Linked DNA regions of Mus musculus: all the other regions are linked to region 1. Evidence: chromatin contacts called from public HiChIP or PLAC-seq and promoter capture Hi-C data. All regions are on one chromosome and are shown on one strand. The core of a region is the stretch at or near the end of the contact, and the rest is flanking DNA. Distances in the headings are between cores, read along the strand shown. Region 1 holds the start of Flcn (folliculin). Region 2 holds the start of Slc47a2 (solute carrier family 47, member 2). Region 3 holds the start of Gemin5 (gem nuclear organelle associated protein 5). Region 4 holds the start of Aldh3a2 (aldehyde dehydrogenase family 3, subfamily A2).

Region 1 (2,700 bases), core at 196-2,695:
CACCAACTGTCACTTATCCTCTGGAAATCCTCCTGGGCACTGGGCAACAGGCTTCTCTGACGGGATTGCATATGGCGTCTGAATTCCGGTGAGGAAGGAGCCTAGGTCTTCTGTTACTCTCCCAATCCCAATGTCTACCACATTCTTCTACCACAGGAGCCGGCTTCTGGGAGTGTGCCTAACCACCCTTTCCTAGTAACCTTTCGAGCTGAAGACAGTCTCCTCAGCGTCATACTTTGAGAGGCAGGCTGTGCATGTACGAGATTTGCTCCCGCTGTCTGAACCACAAGCCTGGCAAACGAGACCCACACCATCCTTCCCTGGTGTGCCCTAGTTTTTCCTCATCTCTATTTCTTGTCTTCTCACAGCACCAGGCCACTAAGAGTGCCTTGTAGGCAAACAAGGGGTTACAAGGATCTCCACGGAAGTCAGCAGGAGCTGTAACTGTCTCCCACAGGAAACTCACTGATCCCCCTACTACACTAGCTAGTATAGAGTGGGTAAGAAACTCAGCAGGGAACTTTATCTCCAACTTAGAACCACTCCCCTCTCTACTACTGCCAACTTCAGCAGGACTTCCTTTAAAGAGCACCCAGTCACTTGACACTAGCAGAGCAAACACTGTCACGTGCCATGTCCTCTCTACTGTTTAATGACAACTATGATAGCTCGGCACTGCCAGCAATACACTAGCTGTAGTCTTTCTCTCTGCCGGACACCATGGGTGGTACCAGGCTTCCCCACCCCCACCCCCGAGAAATGGAAATTCACCCTATACTTGCAGTAGGTCCTCCTGGCCCCCTACTGTTATGGGCCACTTGTGACCTCAACGGCGATCCACTGGCTAATCCCAGGGCTAACCATTTCTTCCAACGCATGAGGACGAGTTACCCTGTTAAGAGTGGAGAGAAATGAGGTGTCTTGCCTGCCCTGTCCTCAGACGGCCATCCTGCTAGAAAACGGAGGTTGACTGGCAGGGCGACGTCCCCAACAGTATTCAGTCAAACTAAAGCAATTACCCCAAACGGGGGGTGGAACCTGCCACCTCCCTCTCCCAGGTGTTTACCATCCGCGCTTTCCATTCAGCCCTATGGCCCAACACCAACCCAGCTGGGGCGCTTGCCGCCGTCTCCCGGATGCTGGGCCGGAACCCGCTCGCAACTGTCCTGGGGCTGTCGCCACTGTTCTGCCCCTCGGCAAGTGCTAGCCCGTTCCGCAGGCCCTTGCACTGAGCCTTAGCGCGTGACCCAGCCGGACCGAACCATCCGCAGGCCGGCAGAGGGCAGGCAACGCCAGTGACTAGCCGGAGCGAGCAGCGTTGCGTCCCCCGCAGGCGACTAGGATGTGCGGAGCCTTGCTGTGTCACGTAATGCTCCTCCAGGCAAGGAATCCAAGCCCCTCGGCCACGCGCGCCCCTCGGCGCGGCAAGTCGCCCCGCGGAAAAGCGTAGATGGTTCCGGCCGCCGAGAGAAGCCATTCTGCAGGGGTGACGTCAAAACTGACATTTCAAAAAAGTCAGAGAGAATTAGTCAGTCCATGCCCTGTCCCTACCGAAGAGGAAAGATTTGCGGAAAATTTCCTCTGGATTCTGGGAGTTCTTGGGACTCCACTCCCTGCCTGTAAAGTTGCAGATCAGAGAAACCGTCTCCCCTTCGAGAGAAGTGGAAGGTACGGACAGGTCCTGGGAGGGAGGAGGGTACAGAGCGAAGCAGGACCACGCATGTGCACGGCTCAGTCTTGCCCTGAGCCGGCCCTATCTTTGCAAACTAGCTTTCAAAACAGTTCGTGGATTGTGGGGTTGTTTTCTCTAAGCCCTGGGTTTGATTTCCCGTTTGGGGATGAGGGATGGAATATTATTTAGCTACTTAAAAATTAATTTTAAGCCGGTCAGTGGTGGCGCACGCCTTTAATCCCAGCACTTGGGAGGCAGAGGCAGGCGGATGGATTTCTGAATTCCAGGCCAGCCTGGTCTAAAGAATGAGTTCCAGGACAGCCAGGGCTACACAGAGAAACCCTGTAAAACCAAAAAGAAAGAAAGAAAAGAAAAAAAAAGGATTTTAAGGGCTGGAGAGATGGTTCAGCGGTTAAGAGCATTAACTGCTCTTCCAGAGGTCCTGAGTTCAATTCCAAACAACCACATGGTGGCTCACAACCATCTATAATGGGATCCAATGCTCTCTTCTGGTGTGCATGAAGAGAGTGACAGTGTACTCACATTTTAAAAATAATAAAAAAAAATACATCTTTTTTTAAATGAATTTTAAAGCTATTAGTGCATACCATGGGCCCTTGAAGACAGATGAGAACAGAGCTCTGGGCTTGAGCCTGTAACTAACGCTGCCAGCTGTACACAGCGGCCAGCGCTGCCAGCCTCCGCTGTGTACACGAGGACGCCCAGAATGTGGTTATCCGGAAGTGGGAAGCTTCAGATGAGTAGAAGTTGATGAGTTGGTATCTGTTTGTTTTTCAAATCACGGGGATCGGATTCCTTTCTCTCTATTTCAGCTTTCGTGTTTTGTTGGAAGAGGGAGCAGGAGGAAAAAAAATATGCAAACTTGTGTTCTATAACTTTGTTTACTGCCTGGTAAAGATTAAGGAGTGCAGGGTGGAGTTATGGTGTTAGGTATTGTCTTGTGTGTGTTTATTTTTACCAATCCGATTATTCCTGATACTGTGAGTCATCTCCTGTCCTCCACGAGG
Region 2 (2,700 bases), core at 47-2,546, 1.5 Mb after region 1:
AGAGGAGAGAGAGAGAGAGAGAGAGAGAGAGAGAGAGAGAGAGAGAGAGAGAGAAAACTATAATTCTGACAGTACAGTTATAGATCCATACATAAACTGAGACACACACACACAGAGAGAGAGAGAGAGAGAAAACTAAAACTATAATTCTGACAGTACAGTTATAGATCCATACATAAACTGAGACACACACACACACAGAGAGAGAGAGAGAGAGAGAGAGAGAGAGAGAGAGAGAGAGAGAGAGAGAGCGAGCGCCAGGTCTCTCTCCTCCATTATACTGAAAGAGAAACTGCGGACCTCCACTATTGCACAGGGCATTCCAACATCCTAGCGGGCAGAAGGGACACTTTCGGAAATAGGGGAGGACCCAGTCGCCATCACCTCCCTTGGAGGAAGAGTTTCTCTCCTGTCTGAAAGTGAGGATCAAATGCAAGCGAGCTGCTTTCCACTACCTTGCTAGCAGATGGAGAGAGGCTTCTAAGGACGCGGGATTGCAAGCCATGAGGAAGAAAGACACTTTACATGCAATCTTAATGAACCGTGTAACTAATAGCTTTGGTGGTTTGGTTTCAGAAGTGGGGACACAAAGTTCATTTAGGGTAGCTGTGCACCATGTGGTCTGCTTGGGACACTCCTTTCATGTCCCCCCAGGACGCAGTGCCTGGGGGTTGGGAGGGGGTGAAGCGGGGATTTACTCTGAACTCGCTCTCTTCCCAAATCTGAAGATCATAGTAGCACGGTGGGTCAGACCCAGACCCTGCAGTTCTAATTCGGATTCTTGGCACTGAGGCCATTTCCAGCGCTATACAAATAAAAACACATTAAAGCTTTCCGGCTTTACCACATCATCAGCTGAAACAGTTAGCACCTACGGAAACAGCGAGTGTCACGGCGTCCAACTCGACTTTGCCCAGGTGTCCGCAGAAGATGGAACTGACGATGCTGATGAGAAAGATCATCAGCTGCGCCAGGAACTGCAAGGAGCAGAGAGGCGGTCACTCTCGGGCCGCCTGAGGTCGCCCCGCGCCCGCAGCTCGGGGTCCAACTCACCACCGGGCCCGCGAGCGCCACTAGCGCGGCCGCCTCCCGTCTCACGTCGGGGGACAGCGCTCCTCGAAGGCCCAGCAGGATCCTCAGACTGCGCCCCCGTGGGACGCGGACCAGCTCCGGGGGCTGGATGGTGGCTCCCAGGCTGTCCTCGGCCGGCTCCATGGCACAGGCTCAGATAGTGGCGCGATCCACACGTGGAGCCGTGAGTCGAGTAGCCACTGCGAAGTGCAGGGAGCCGGGCGGGAACCGCCCCACGCGCCACCCCGCCCCGGGCGCCGCGTCCAAATCCAACCGTCGCCGAGCGCAGCGCGCGGCACAAGCCTCGGCCTGGGTGCTTATAGACACAACAAGAATTAAGCTGAGGGATGGTTTAGGTGGTCCCATCCAAACGCCACTGTGTAGCTGCTGGTGTAGCTCAATGAGGAATGCCTGCCTGTAGCAGACTCCAACCCCAGCCCCAACCACCAAAAGAAAAAATAAATTGAGCCGTTTTACACTCATAGTGACTGACGTTTCTAATTGTGTTCATTTTCTGTACTTTGGAAGTTTGCTGAATTATCCGTGTGTACTTAATCAACCCTTCAGAGGCTGGAAGAATTGGGCTTCGACTTTGTTCAAGCTTTGTCCAATGGCCACCACCAGGGGGATTGTCACTCTGGGTCTTCATCGCTTTACAGCTCCAGAGACCTCCCGTTGCCTGCACCCCTCTCCCAGGGGAATCTGAGCTTCCTCTGATGATTTATAAACGCTGTTTGCTCACGGAATAATAATCTACAGCCCAGAGACATATCATAAAATGTATTTAATAGAAGTCACACAGCAAGAATATAGAAGCAGTTCAGATATAGTTTTGTAGCATAGAAAACAATAGGCAGAAGAAATAGGAATTCCAGCCCGGAATGAAGACAGTAGACAGCAGTGCATGTTTGACAGTGGCAGATGAATTAATACTCCCCCATAGTCTCCCCCACATTGCACTATATGGTGTTTACCTTATTTATTAGAGAAACAAAATTTTTGAATTCTCAGTTCATAATTCCCATGGGCACAGTTGAATTCTGTTAACTATAATGACTGGCTCTGAATTGTCTCTATGTTCAAAACTGCACGTGGGCCCAGACTTAAACAGTGATTCACTTTCCAGGGGCTCAACTTTAACATTGATGCAAAAGTGACACGCATTCAGAAGAGACTGTTTTTGAACGGGGAGCTTTTCCTGGGTTCACAATGTGTGACACTATCCTTTGGAAACATGGGGACAGTGGCAGTGAGCTAGAGTCTCCAGGTGACTCCCTGCAATCCCAGGGGTGCAAAATCAACATTCCGGTTGGTACAATGTTTCGAATACTGGTATTTGGTAGGTAAGTATATTGCAGGCATTGTCCACTCCAGAGCATCTCCTCTGCCTCTGTCTCATCTATGTCTCTTTGTCTTTCTGTTTATATCTCTTGGGGGGGTGTCTCCCTCTCTCTGTCTCTCTCAAACACACACCCAAAGAGAGACACATACAGAGAGAGAGAGAGAGAGAGAGAGAGAGAACTTATGTTAGAGGGCCCAGAACATGCTGAACATATTGCTGTCTGCAGTATCCCCAGCCCTGATGTTTCAATGTGGGGTGGATTTGTTCAGCATTAACTTCACAGACTG
Region 3 (2,700 bases), core at 28-2,527, 1.6 Mb before region 1:
TCCCAGAGCTCTCACGGTAGTTTTAAACGGTCTATAACGGGATCTGAATGTCCCCCTTTGGTGTGCAGGCATACATTGGAAAAACTGACACCCCCCCCCTTCTCTCTCTCTCTATATATATACATATATATATATAAAAAAGAGAATGACTATCTATCTTTTTGCCTCCACTTCCCAAGTGCTATGATTACAGGTGTGCACCACCATGTTCATTTATGCAGTTCTGGGGACTGAGCCCAGGGCTTTGAGTGTGCTAGCCAGGCACTCTACCTAGCCAAGTTACAGCTGCTACCAGAAACTCTACTTTCTAAACAAAACATGCATCTTTAAAAAAAAGTTATTTGAGAGACTTTCCAACATATCTAAGTAGCCAACAAAAATGAGTAGCATTCCTCCATATGCATGAGATCTATTAAAACAATCTGAGGCCTCAGGATGCACAATTACCTGATGGAGTGTGTGTTCTGTCACTACAGTCTTGGTCTCTACATCCCAAACCTTCACAGTTCCATCGTCTGAGCTGGTGGCACAGAGGTTGTATTGTCCAGGGTGATGAGAAAAAGTGAAACCAGATACTCTTTCAGTGTGTCCCACCAACTCTCCTACCACTGCAAGCAAAACCAGACTTGGTTAACTAAAGCACTATCCAGACAGTTAGCCTGCATGTTGCTGGACAAACAACAAGCAGATAAACAGAAGTCACTTAACACACATGGAACAGAAACATCCACAGACGAAAGACAGAAACGCTGGGTGTCATCACCACTCATCTTACAGACATCACCGTCAAGTAATTGCCCAGCGGGATCAGAGAAGGGAGAACAGCCCCCACCCCAGGGGGCGTACTAGGGGCCGGCAGGGCCTTGGCCAAGCAGGAAGGCCAGGAGCACCCTAAACGCCGGGTCTAGGCTGGGTCAGTCCCTCCAAGCGAGAGAGGCCACGTGCGCGCGCCGCCGGACCCGGCGACTTACAGAACTCCCCCAAGAGGACGGCAGGAAGGACTGCGCCGACCCGTGAGGGGCTCACCTCGAAACGGGGGCGCCCCTGGGCTCGCGCCCGCACCCGGACCCACGCGGACGAGGAAGACGGAGGTCCGCGCAGCGAAGCCAAAGATGCCTCCGGGCGCCGCGTCGCTGCAGCGTGAGCAGTACCAGTTGGGGGACGGCGGCAGCGTCCGCGGCTCCGGCTTCATCTCCGCGGCCGCCCAAGCTCAGCAGAGGAGCTCTGGGACGGTGGTTCGCAACCGCGGCGTGGAGCGGGAGGGGGCGGGATCGATTTAAACCCCGCCCCTGGAGGCGGGCGCTACGGAGCGCGTTGAGGCCCAACCCGCGCCTCTCGCTCCCGTGCGCCGCCTGGAACTAAATTCCAGGTCCTGAGGTTACATATTTTCCTTAATTAAGGATTTAGACCTGTGGAACCCGCCAACCAGCCACTGAGCACACACGCACACGCACACGCACACGCACACACACACACACACACACACGCTAAATAAATAATAAAGGCCAACACACACACACATACACACACACACACACACACACACACACACACACACGCGCTAAATAAATAATAAAGGCCAACATGATGTGAAATACCCTGTTTCTACCAACCTCAAGGTTGACTAAGAGATGAGCTAATGCGTTTGTGTGCATTTACCGCCATATATACCTGTATTTAACTAAAGCTCCTTATTTTGTCCAATCCAGCAAGGCAAGTATTATTAAGCGAGAAACATCTGGGACAGATTGGACAAGGCAGTTCAGTATCCCAATTAAGTTTTTTTTTTTTTGGGGGGGGGGGGTTCGAGACAGGGTTTCTCTGTATAGCCCTGGCTATCCTGGAACTCACTCTGTAGACCAGGCTGGCCTCGAACTCAGAAATCCGCCTGCCTTTGCCTCCCGAGTGCTGGGATTAAAGGCGTGCGCCACCATGCCTGGCAAGTTTTTGTTTGTTTGTTTGTTTGTTTGTTTTTAAATGCTACATAGCGGCGTACTTTTCCAGTTTTTGGGAGGTGTTTTAAAGACAGATGCAAGAGTGTATTTAGCTGAAATACTAAAAGAATGAATCTGAGCTCTGGCTCAGCACTCAGGCAGGAGGATTGCCATGTGCTCCAGGCTAGGCAGCCTGGGCTATAGTATGAGAGCCTGTCAAAATAAATGAAATGAGTCAGGAATCAGAAAGGACAGGAAGAGACTCTGTAGTTGGGTGGGAATTCTGATTCCTGATACTGGGGTATTCAAAGATTAAAGAGCAGAGGTTTGACATCCCGCCTCCTGCTTAATGGAGTGCCTATGCTGTGAGAACTAGTTAGTGGTGTGGAGGGAAAAAAGAATTGAACTCTGCTTACAACTCAAACCCAAGCAACTTGTTCAGATTCGACTGTACTTCTGTACTGCTGTTAGCCCTTCCTGAATGTGGCATATGGAAACTTGCAATGGCTATCATTAATAGAGAGCCCTTACCTATGCTAGCATAGCCTAAGGGCACTAAATTCAGGGTTACCAGACTCCACATTGATCACTAGTTTTGCCAGGAGCACACAAACGCATTAGCTCGTCTCTTAGTCTTTATTATTTATTTAGTGTGTGTGTGTGTGCTCATATTTCACAATGTGTGTGTATGGAGGTCAGAGGTCAAGGAGTTGGTGCTCTCTTTCCATGATATGGGGCCTAGAGACTGACTGACTTCAGCTTGTCA
Region 4 (2,700 bases), core at 3-2,502, 1.5 Mb after region 1:
TTCTTCAGGAACGCTATGTATGAACAAACATACACAAACTATCTGATGTTTGAGGAGTGGATGATTCACAGAGTTTTAATATTCACTATCCTATCTTGTTTACTAATTACCACAGCCCCTCTTTACCAGAAGTACTCTGAAGGAAGGTTTCTAGATTCTACTACAACTACTGTTACCACTTTTTGAAGCAGTCTTTGATTGAAAATCTGAAAATAGAGGTCTTACCATGCCTGGAATACAGATAGAAAGTAAAAGGGAGAAATAATATTACTAGAGAGTACAACAGACCATAGTTGTACCTTGAACACTACTTAAAACCTTGGTACTCAAAGCTTGCTTCTAAACAGGCCATATGTTATCACCTGGGCCCTCATTAGAAATCTCAGACACAGTCTCACGAGGACTAAGTCAGGATTTGTATTTTATCAGGTCCCCAGGGTGATTGTCTGTATACTGGAGGTCAATCATGTATATGATTAATGTCACACAAAGTCATATGGGGAATTTCAGTGCTGAAGATTATAGGAAATAAAAAGAACTGTCAACAAAAAGAAACCATTCTTTTAACGTCATGAAATAAAGACAGGGAGTGAAATAGCTGAAACCTACCAAGCAGACAAACTACTGAGATCCAGCCTATCCAGAGTTAACTGCACATTGTAAGGAAAGAGACTATGAACGCAGCAGAAATGGGCAAGGCTATACAGAGCGTTCGCAGACGAGAAATTGCCGGCGCCAAGTAAAGTATGCACTTCAATATGAGTGCAAATACAACAGTTTGGGCTCTAAGCGGGGCTGGAGAGTCCAGAGTCCAGGGTACTCTGCTTCCTCTTAACTGCTGGATAAACAAAACCAAACAACCTGCTACAGAGAAGGAATAAGGTGGCTCATCGGGCCCCTCCCACCCTGTGGAGGCTCACTTTGCTCAGGTCTGCCGCGATGGCTGCTAAGATTTCCTTCTCGCGCTCTTGCACCATCCTCCGCAGGGCCTCAAGCTGCTGCAATCGGAAGCGCAGCGGCCGAGATCGGCCGGACCGGAACGCCTGGCGAAGCCGTAGGACCTGGCGCTCCATGGCCGGGCCTGAGGAGAACGCGGAGCGAGGCAGGTGAGGGAGCACAGTACCAGTAAGGAGCTGCTATGGATGATGCCACAGCTCACTGCCACTTTCCGCTGCTGGGTCCTATCCGCCTACTGGCCTAGACCCGGCCCGGGTGTGGGCCAAACCCCAGCACTTCCCTGCTAACGACAAAGTGCGCACTCATTGGCTGAGCTGCTGCACGTGACTATGAGGCCCCGCCCCTTACCTCTAATCTAGCCGCGGGATTGCGGTCCCCGGGCGCCGGGTGTGTAGGTGCAATTTTTGGCACGCGAAGACGCGGAAGAAGTCCTTCTGGCTTCAGAAAAGAGCCAAGCGTCCTCTAGGAGGAGGAACTGAGGCCCGAGGGTGCTCACCCGGCCGGAAGTAGTCTCCCTTCGCCTGCAGTGCCTCAGATTCAGAGGCAAAGTCGCTGGGCCTGGGTAGGGCGGGCCTGGGTGGGGCGGGCCGGGTGACGCACGCGAAGGAGGTGAATCCAGTGTATACACACACACACACACACACACACACAAGCATTGTCATCGCCCACACTGATTTTCAATCCTCTCTACTGCGTACCATCCAAGGTTTTTTCCCAAATTTCCTCTCCAGGCTAATTAGCAATGGTTGACTTTCGTACCCATCTGGGGCTGCTCAGCGACGGCGGTCACTTTGTGTTGTCCTTCCCATCTTCTGGAAACATTTCCGCTTCCCTTCCTTGGCGTTCCCTAGGTTTTCCATCTCTGGATTTCTCCCTTTTCTGACCCATTAAAGTATTCAAATGTCTGGGACTAAGTTCTCTCCGCGCAGTCACTCATCTAATTCTACCAGTAGAGAGCAGAGAAGGCTCTCACCCAATCTTTCCTTGGACTCCCAAGGACACATTTAAATGCTAATCTCTATTTACACTTATAATGGACTTCTTATAGTTAATTTCATTAGAACTTTTTATTATTCTTCAGCAAACAACTCATACTTCCTACAGTGTTCCCTGTCTCTTTGACTTGATCTTCAAAATATATGTTGAGCCCAATAATGAGTGGTTCAAACCATACTACATATCTACTATATATAGCAATAGCACTCTAATAGGCTGCTTGCTTGATTGGTTGGCGACTATGAATCTGTTACTTCTTAGCTCTGTACTTACCGTTTTACACTCTGTAGTTCAGGAGCCCAGAGTAGGTTCTCCTCCCTCCTTGGCCTCCCAGGAAGTTCTGCCAGAGGAAGAAAGTAAGGAAGGAAGGAAGGACAGACTACCAGGACACTAAAGATTTCTGTTTCCCCATGGACTCAGTAGTGTGGCAGGTGCTGGCATTTCTATCGTGGAAGGAGAGTCAGTATATTCCTGCCTCTAGGAATTTCTTGGACAAGGTGGCTCCTAGTCCTAGAGGATGACAGTCACAGTGTCTCCAAATGGCACAGAAGTGGGCAGTACTGCAATGAGTTTCAGCTGAGATTCATTGGAGCAGTTTCTGATCTTTGAGACCATCCGCCCCACTCCACCCCCATGCTTCCTTCATTATTCCTGAAATCCTTCCTGCATGAAGTAACTGGGTGGGTTTGACTAGTTCCCCTTCAGCGTCACTGATACATTCAGAATGTACGGTGACCTTTATTAGTC

Evidence for each region. Promoter capture Hi-C pulls out the DNA fragments that hold promoters and counts their contacts. HiChIP or PLAC-seq counts read pairs in DNA pulled down with a chosen protein or histone mark. Capture Hi-C pulls out chosen DNA fragments and counts their contacts.
Region 2: a promoter capture Hi-C map of liver shows a contact between it and region 1, with 3 times the contacts expected there. The contact joins the promoter of Slc47a2 here to the promoter of Flcn in region 1. A contact is called at or near these places in 2 of 39 promoter capture datasets (both in liver).
Region 3: a contact with region 1 is called in an HNF4G HiChIP or PLAC-seq map of pancreatic cancer cells. The contact joins the promoter of Gemin5 here to the promoter of Flcn in region 1. A contact is called at or near these places in 2 of 39 promoter capture datasets (cranial neural crest and pre-B cells) and 1 of 115 datasets of contacts at active chromatin or transcription factors (pancreatic cancer cells).
Region 4: a contact with region 1 is called in a promoter capture Hi-C map of liver, with 2.2 times the contacts expected there. The contact joins the promoter of Aldh3a2 here to the promoter of Flcn in region 1. A contact is called at or near these places in 1 of 39 promoter capture datasets (pre-B cells) and 1 of 9 other capture datasets (liver).

The regions. Positions count from the first base shown.
Region 1 is chr11:59,808,594-59,811,293 of GRCm38.p6, forward strand. Flcn (folliculin) reads right to left here and starts at 1,446. Exons shown (of 13, transcript NM_146018.2): 1 at 1,067-1,446. It overlaps Gm16062 (predicted gene 16062), which reads left to right and starts at 1,487. Exons shown (of 2, transcript NR_045686.1): 1 at 1,487-1,668.
Region 2 is chr11:61,341,564-61,344,263 of GRCm38.p6, forward strand. Slc47a2 (solute carrier family 47, member 2) reads right to left here and starts at 1,297. Exons shown (of 17, transcript NM_001033542.2): 1 at 1,054-1,297; 2 at 876-977. The coding sequence starts at 1,215. Slc47a1 (solute carrier family 47, member 1) reads right to left here. Exons shown (of 17, transcript NM_026183.5): 17 at 1,837-2,700.
Region 3 is chr11:58,167,262-58,169,961 of GRCm38.p6, forward strand. It overlaps Gemin5 (gem nuclear organelle associated protein 5), which reads right to left and starts at 1,278. Exons shown (of 28, transcript NM_172558.3): 1 at 1,027-1,278; 2 at 448-608. The coding sequence starts at 1,192.
Region 4 is chr11:61,265,934-61,268,633 of GRCm38.p6, forward strand. Aldh3a2 (aldehyde dehydrogenase family 3, subfamily A2) reads right to left here and starts at 1,253. Exons shown (of 10, transcript NM_007437.5): 1 at 921-1,253. The coding sequence starts at 1,073.